Regions from separate parts of the Mus musculus genome. Here region 2 is linked to region 1. Evidence: chromatin contacts called from public HiChIP or PLAC-seq data. All regions are on one chromosome and are shown on one strand. Each heading gives the region's core, a stretch centred on a gene start, on an enhancer-like site or on the middle of the called end of the contact. The rest is flanking DNA. Distances are from core to core; before and after follow the strand shown.

The links. HiChIP or PLAC-seq counts read pairs in DNA pulled down with a chosen protein or histone mark.
Region 2: an H3K27ac HiChIP or PLAC-seq map of extraembryonic endoderm stem cells shows a contact between it and region 1. The contact joins two enhancer-like sites. A contact is called at or near these places in 2 of 39 promoter capture datasets (embryonic stem cells and neutrophils), 1 of 484 Hi-C or Micro-C datasets (embryonic stem cells), 7 of 115 datasets of contacts at active chromatin or transcription factors (embryonic stem cells, epiblast stem cells, extraembryonic endoderm stem cells and 1 more) and 3 of 9 other capture datasets (adipose tissue, liver and pancreatic islet).

Annotation. Positions count from the first base shown.
Region 1 is chr8:27,059,931-27,063,868 of GRCm38.p6, forward strand. No RefSeq gene overlaps it. Among named protein-coding and RNA genes, the nearest start is that of Plpbp, 19 kb to the left of the region's middle. Within about 2 kb of position 2,166, at least 32 of the 459 cell types and tissues checked have an H3K27ac peak or open chromatin away from gene starts, as enhancers often do. A contact at or near this core is called in extraembryonic endoderm stem cells, where this site is marked.
Region 2 is chr8:27,232,875-27,237,018 of GRCm38.p6, forward strand. It overlaps Gm45470 (a long non-coding RNA gene), which reads left to right. Exons shown (of 3, transcript XR_001778544.2): 1 at 1-1,475; 2 at 2,145-2,288. Among named protein-coding and RNA genes, the nearest start is that of Adrb3, 5.4 kb to the left of the region's middle. Within about 2 kb of position 1,852, at least 38 of the 459 cell types and tissues checked have an H3K27ac peak or open chromatin away from gene starts, as enhancers often do. A contact at or near this core is called in extraembryonic endoderm stem cells, where this site is marked.

The DNA of each region.
Region 1 (3,938 bases), core at 916-3,415:
CCAGCTCCGCTCCGAAGCAAGGTTTTTATTGGCCATGAGCAAGAGGAATTCAGGGTTTGCTTTTGATTTGGCTTCTCCTGAACTCAAAGCACTGAAGGGTGCTGCTTTTGATGGGATAGCTTGGTTGGGGGGGGGGGGGGGGGGGAGTAGCCACTCACTGTTGCAAATAACAGCAACAGAAGTTCCCTTTGGGAGAGGAGGGTAAAGCGGGAGGGTCCGAAGGGACGTTGGCCTCAACACATCTCAGAGACAATAGCTCAATAGCTTGCAAGGCCTGCCACTGGAGCACCGTGAAGCCCTGCCCCTCTTCCCCGTTGAGTGGGGAATGCAGGAGGCACGGCTGCTTTGGATGAACTCAGTGTTCCTCCAGACTACCCAACATCGAGGCCTCTGCATCAGGCCTCCGCTTGATGGTTTCAATGTGTCGGGAAGATAAAGCCAGAGATTGGAGTCAGCCTCTGCCAACTGCACCCCCAGCCCCCCAACTAGAATCGGCTAGGTTCAAGGGAGGGAGGTTCCTGCTGGGCCACAGAGTATCGAGAAGTGCTGCTGCTGTGCAGGTCTGCAGCGCCAGACTGTTAGCTGCATCTCCTCCCAGTCCTGTGCCACCATCTTGCTTCCTAAGACATCATAGGAAACACTGCCCACATGGAAGAAACTGAAAAGTGCCTCACCACTTTGGGGTCCTTGGATAAACCCAGCACCCTCTTCCTCCTTTCCCTAACCCTTCCTCCTTTTTTTCTCCTCCTCTTCCTCCTCCTCCTTTTCTTCCTTCTCCTTCCTCTTTTTTTCATCTCTCCTGCTCTCTCCATCTGCTTCTCTCTCCCGTTCCCATGACTTTCCCCTCTCCACAGCTCACTAGAGACAGCCGCACTCTGAGAGGCCATAGCACACACAAGGCTCTGGTATTGCTTCACTGCTCTGATCAGCACCTTTGAATGAGGCAGGAAACGGCCAGCACCATGGGACTGCTACTATGGGCTGGGCATACTGGGATGTGGGCCTCAGATTGGGATTCGGGTGGGGGCAACCCTTTGTCATAGGGGATGACTCTGCCTGCATCTGACTTCCTTCCTGTTCTAAGTCTGTGAGGTCTGGAAATGGCTGGTCTATGGAGACAGCCATTCTTTCCTGCTTGGTGTCCTTCCAGGATTGCTGTGTGCCTCCTTATGTCCAGCCATAGGCAGTCTCATTGTGGAGACAAAGTATGTATTCTGTGCTGGCGTTTGCTCTCTGTAGCATGCCAGCACTCACCTGTGAGGCCCGAGGCCACCTTGGCAGCCAGTGGGCCATTTAGCCCTGTAAGTTGAGGCCCGGAGCCTGGGGCAGGGGGTGGGGAAAAGGGGAACAGGGTTCTCACTGTGCTCACTTTAAGGAGCCCAGCCATCAAAAGGACTTTGTCCAGTAAGTTAGAGAACATACTCCAAGAGGAGCTACAGGAATAGAAAAGACAGCCTTGCCAAGTGGGACACGCATGCGCAGTCCATGCTCAGAAACACACAACCATACCATCATGCACATATGCGTGCAACCACAAGCACACTATAGCACATACACACATAATAGTTTACAGCCACAGATATATGTGCATACACAGACACACACATATGTAGCCATAAATAAGCACATAGCATATATACCCACAAGTACATATGCATGAACACACACATGCACACACACATACATAAAATGCTATCAAAAATACACAGATACACATGCACGTATACATACATACACATGTGTGCACACAGCTACATACACACATGTTCAAACACAGCCCCGGACGCAAGTTGCAATGACTGCTAGAAGAAGACTGGTGTCAATATGTTTGAGTCTGAACGGCAATCAAATAACCTTAGGCCAAATTCTTACTGGCAAGTGGGGCTTAGTGTCCTTATCTCTAAGTAGAGGCTGAGGTCCCAAGCAAGGTGACATTGCTGTGAAGATGACATGTGACCAGCTCCTTGCACATATTGGAAGGTAAGACAGTGCCCAACCTACTGCCTCGGTGGCGGCAGCTTTGTCCTGCCTGCCGGGGTCTGCGTAGAGAACTAGAAGGCAAACATGAATGGGAAGATAAGATAAAGAACCCTGGGGATACGGCTGCCTGCCTGCTCGCCTGCCTGCATCGGTGAAACCTGACACTGTAAGGCAGAATGAGAAAGCAACTAAAGCCCCACATTCTGCACAGTCTCCCAGGGTGGGTCACTCATGGATGACCACTGACATAACCAGCTAGGGCAGGGGGGCAGCTGGGGGATGAAAAGTCTCTGAGTCCGCTTAGCTGCTGTCCAAATATGGGCATCCAAGCCTTCCCTTCGGTCCTTCCAGCTTAAAGCAGAAAGACCTAACTCCTGGGACACGGGGCTGGCAGGGTGGCTCAGTGGCAGGGCACTCGTTCGGCATAAAGCATTTGTCCGTGCTCAGCACTGCAAAACAAACTCAACAAAAAGCCTCACCAACCGGGACATATAAACAGCAAAATCACCCTGGCACGAAACACGTTATGGGATTCTAGGCTCCAGCAAACACTAAAACCCTCCCTTTCATGGCTGGGAAGAGAAGTGTCATAGATTCCACACGGACACGAATCTTCACACCAAATTGAAAATCCAAACTCCCAGGCTGCCAACCAACTCGGACTGTGTATTAATGGAGGTGTTTGTCTGAGTCCCATGCATGAGAATTTTCTGGGCTCTTGACTGGGTCATGGTGTTGACAAACAGCTGTAGTGGCTCAGGGGAAACTGGTCTGCACATGATGGAGGGACCTCCAGCTTTGAGAGAGGTGTAGCCTGGTGGGGTGCTGAGACTTGAAAGCTGGATTAGAAAACACACCACCACCACCACCACCACCAGTGTCCTGGCTAGTTTTATGTGAACTTGATGCAAGCTTAAGTCACCTGAGAGGAGGGAACCTAAATTGAGAAAATGCTTCCTTAAGATGGAGCTATAAGCAAACCTGTAGGGCATTTTCTGAATTAGTGGTTGATATGGGAGGATCCATCCCATTTCGGGTAGTGCCACCCCTGGACTGGTGGTCCTGTGTTCCATAAGAAAGGTTAATGGTCTACAGAGTGAGCTCCTGGACAGTCAAGGCTACAAAGAGAAACCCTATTTCAGAAAGAAAGAAGGAAAGAAAGAAAAAAAGAAAGAAAGAATAAGAAAGAGAGAAAAGAGAGAGAGGAGAGAGAGACAGAGAGTCAGAGAGAGAGAAAAGAGAGAGAGAGAGGAGGGAGGGAGGGAGGAAGAAAGAAAGAAAAGGAAGAACAAAAAGAAAGAGAAAGAAAATGAGAAAGAGGGCCGGAGAGATGGCTCAGCAGTTAAGAACACTGACTGTTCTTCTGAAGGTCCTGAGTTCAAATCTCAGCAACCACATGGTAGCTCACAACCACCCGTAATGAGATCTGACGCCCTCTTCTGGTGTGTCTGAAAACAGCTACAGTGTACTTTCATATAATAAATAAATAAATCTTTTTAAAAAAAGAAAATGAGAGAGAGAAAAAATAACAAAGAAAGAAAATAAGAGAGAGAGAAAAGAGAGAGAGGAGAGAGAGACAGAGAGAGAAGGCTGAGCAAGCCACGAGGAACAAGCAGGTAAGCCGCTCCTCTCCATGACCTCTGCATCAGCCCTGCCTCCAGGTTTCCTGCCCTGTTTGAGTTCCTGTCCTGACTTCCTTCAGTGATGAACCATGAGGTGGAAATGTAAGCCAAATAAAACCCTTTCCTCTCCAACTTGCTTTTGAGTCATGGTGTTTCATCACAGCAATAGAAAAGAGCCGGGCGTGGTGGCACAGGCCTTCAATCCCAGCACTCTGGAGGCAGAGGCAGGTGGATTTCTGAGTTCGAGGCCAGCCTGGTCTACAGAGTGAGTTCCAGGACAGCCAGGGCTATACAGAGAAACCCTGTCTCGAAAAACCAAAGAAAGAAAAAAGAAAA
Region 2 (4,144 bases), core at 602-3,101, 170 kb after region 1:
GCAGGGCTTGAGTTTATCATCTTCCTGAGGAGATTTCATTAGTAGCTGAGATTACAGGGTACCACACTCGCCTCTCAAACAGTCATTAAAGATCAAATCCACTAGCAACACCTTATATAGTTATATACTGAGGTCCAGGGAAGAAAGCCAGGCACGTTCACAAGTGGCAAAAGCTAATTCCTAACAGGTATTAGCACACAGACAGAGGAGGCATGGGCTCTTTTGCCAGCATGTGTCCTCATTCCCAGCCAAACTGTGCCAGCAATACCTCTGTTCTGTCCTGGTTGGGACAACAATGGGCCACGGTCTCCCTGAAGTCAGGGAAGTCAACCAAAGCTGCAAAGAAGCCCTAATGGAAGACATTTTGTTTCCTTTAACACATGGCAAAGCTAACTCTACACACATCTGCATAAAGGTGAGAGGTTCTAATTTCAGGGGACATAAGATTCATGTCTAAGGGATAGGTTGGGACAAGGGCTTTCAACAAGAAATGGGTTGACAGAGCATTCTACTAGTGCCTTATGTTTTATTTCTAATTTGACTTAAATTTGCACGCTGGGGGTGGAACCCAGGGCCTCGTGAGCATGCTAAAGCGGGAAGCCTACTGCCCAGCTACACCTCAGCCCTGGTTCTTCCTTTTCAGGTCTTGATCATCCATGGAAGAAGGGATCAAGAATTGGTCTTCTAGGGCGAGAGAGAGAGAGAGAGAGAGAGAGAGAGAGAGAGTTAGTTAGTTAGTTCAGAGGTTAAAGGCACTTGTTCCTCTTCCAAGGGACATGAGTTCAGTTCCCAGCACCCACACCAGTTAACTCACAGCTACAAGTGATTTCATTGCCAGGGGATCCATCTGGCCTCCACATATAGACACACACACACACACACACACACACACACACAATAGACATACAAATAATAAAATAAAAATGAGCTGGTCCTTCAATTCCTAAGTGGGAAGAAAAATCCTCGCTTTCATCTCTAAAGAATCACTAAGCGCAGTGACTGTCAGAGACGCTCTTCCTAAGGCCAGGGGAAGGTCACAGCCATGGCTAAATCCCAGGCAGGAATTTTTAGGTCTTTGTCCAATAAGCAGCCTCTCCTCAAAGGCAAGAGGGAAGCCAGCCAGCGTGGAAAAGAGCGCACAGAGGGATCCTGTCTCCGGCAGAGAAATGTTTGATCACCCTTTTAGCTATGGCTTGGCTGGTGGGAAGTGGAGACAGCGGGGGACAGGGCAGATCAGTCATGCCGTTTGGGTCCCTTGTCCAGACTCTCCTTCTTCCATAGGAGGGAAGACTCAAACAAGGCCAGAACCTCTCTGGTGAAAAAGAAGCTGGAACCACGGAAGGAAGTAGTTTGGCTATACTGCTCTGATTAGACTGCATCTCCCTCCTTTTCCCATGGAGCCTGTGTTAGGGAAAGGAGATGAGCTGAGATCAGAGGGGCAAAGGGCAACATAATGAGGAAGGTCTCTCCTCCAGGTAAGTCAGGATGAACCTTCCCGAGTAACAAAAGCTCATCAGAAAAGATGCTGAACATCCAGAGTGTCGGCAGAAGATGCTAGGTCAGAGGGAGGGAGGGAGGAATAGCGAGAGGAGGGAAGGGAGGGAGGGGTAGAGCTTTAGCCTGGGGTTTGCAAAGTCCGAGATCAAGCCTCCAGCACCCCAAGTCAAAACAAAACAATAGAACCAAACCAAACACAAAGACTGGGAGAAGGAAGGTAAGAGAGTCAGAATCAGAGAGGACTAGGCTTCCCCAGAGCATCAAGGGAGGGTGGCTTTGCTCATAGCAGCAGTCTGTCTGCTAGAGCAAATGGGTGGTCCTGGAAGGGGTGGGGAGCAGGGAGACAAAGAGGAAGGGAATGCAAACCATGCCCGGAATGTCAATTCTGTCCTGAGATGTGGGACTGTGGGGAGGCAACTCCGGCTTTCTCAAGTGAGCTTCACATTTTGCTAGCTAGACCTTATAATAGTTTCCAAATGATGTCATTTGGAAGGCCAAGGGCTCCCGTGGCTCCCAGGAGCCTGGTTGATACAAAAGAGTACCAAGATGAAATGGAATCAACAAGGAGAAAGGTCCTAGCAATCAACAAGGAGAAAGGTCCTAGCATGGGCTCTGTGGCCTTCCTCCACTCTCTCACCCTCTCACAGGATGGAGAAGGAAGAGATAACAAGCCATTGGAATCTGTTTCATGCGGTGGCAATGTTAAGATTTGGGGACAAGACGAAGCCATTGTTCTAAGGAACCCAAAGAGGGCTGATGACATTCTTTGGATGGCCATACGTTTAGCAGAGGTAGGTACCCAGTGAGGCAGAAGCATCCATGAGAATGCTCCCCCATTCAAGCACACACAGAGATAAGCATAACTCATGTGAACAGAGCACAGACACTGCTCATATAAATATCATACTAGAGATACACACACTCTAGGACATATGTACATGCTCTTGAAAACTTAGATGTGTGTTCTAACAGACTCACTGTTACCATAGTCACAATCACAGCCATGTACACCCAAACCAAGCACACACAATCACAGGTGTGAGCCAACATCCCATTGCAAAAAGGCCGGAGACTGCTGTACCCTACATGGGCATGCCTTATCCACTGAGCGAGCTGGGAACAAAATGCCAAAGCTCAGGGCTGCAAAATTCTCCAACCCCGTATAGAAGCAGGAGGAGGTCAGGGGCCGGCACACTTGGCTGCATCTCACCACTCATCTCTCCGTAGCTGTGCTGACTACACAGGACTTCAGGTCTTGAGTCTGTCATGGGAAAGTCCTTTTAAGACATGAAAAGCAGAGCCTAAATTAAACCCAAGCATGGGTACTGCTTGCTCAGAGGAAACAAGTCACTGCCTGGCTCTACTCTGTTGCTATTCGTCCCAGGGAAACTCTGCAAACAAATGTCTTTTCTTTTCCTCTCTGTCTCTCTCTCTGACTCTGTCTCTCTCTGAGTATGGCCTAGAGCTGAACAGTGGGTCCATGCCTTTAATCTCAATCCCAGCACTCAGGAGACAGAGACGGAGGCAGGCAGATCTCTGAGTTTGAGGCCAGCCTGGTCTGCAGAGCAAGTTCCGGATAGCCAGGGCTACAGAAAAATCCTGACCTGAACCCTGCTCCACAGATGGGAAGCAACCATGGGCTGGGCATCAAGGGGACACTTGAGATGCTGAGAGGTACCAGACTGTAGAAGATGAAGGAAGCTAGTTCCTACAGCACAAGGGCAGAGAAGAAAGTTGAGTATCCACAGGGGCTGATTTCCAGTGAAGGGGAAATCACTGATTCAATAAATGTCACCGAGAAGAGACCTGTGTATGAAGGTTAATAGGTGATAAGAGTTGTAAGGCCACAGGAAAGAGAAATGGCATTCTAGGTAGTGGGAGTGTCACAAACAGAAGTGTGTAAGGTTACAGGTTGCTGTAGATCCTGTAAGCTGCCTTATGTAACCTTGGGAAGGACACCCACTGACAGTGAGCACTCTCAGTGATGGTAATACAGGCCTTACCTCCACCCATTTAGTATTCTTTATGCTTAAATGCAGATGTAAGGCTCGTGCCTTGGTACTCACTCCTCCTGCTGAGTCTAACAAAAGTAATGGCTTGGGGGCTGCAGATGGTCCAGATGGATGAGGTGCTAGTTGTGAAAGAATGAGTGAGGACCAGAATTCGAATCCTCAGCATCGTAGTGAACACAAGGGTGAGGCTGCTCTCCTGTCATCCCAGTGCTAGAGAGGTGGAGACAGGGGATCCAAAGAGCAAGATGGCTAACTAGATTAGTGAAATTGTTGAGCTCTGAATTCAAGCGAGAGACCCTGCCTTGATATATACATATCTCACACAAAGCAATCCTGGAAGCAATCCTGATGTCAACCTCTGGTCTCCACATTCATGTATAAGTATGTGTAGCTATATAGGTTGAACATATGTACAGGTATACATACCATGCATACATATACACAACAAAAAGTAATGTCTTTCCTCGGGTGTTTTCCTCTGTCTTCCTGTCTTTCTGTCTCTCTGTCTTTCTGTCTCTTTGTCTCTTTTTCCAAATGTTTGTTTTGTCTGGTCTGGAAGTTTGATGTGATCTTCCTTCCTTTCTCCTGAGTGAGGGAGTCATCATTGGATTATATAGTCTCCTTCTTGAAGGGTA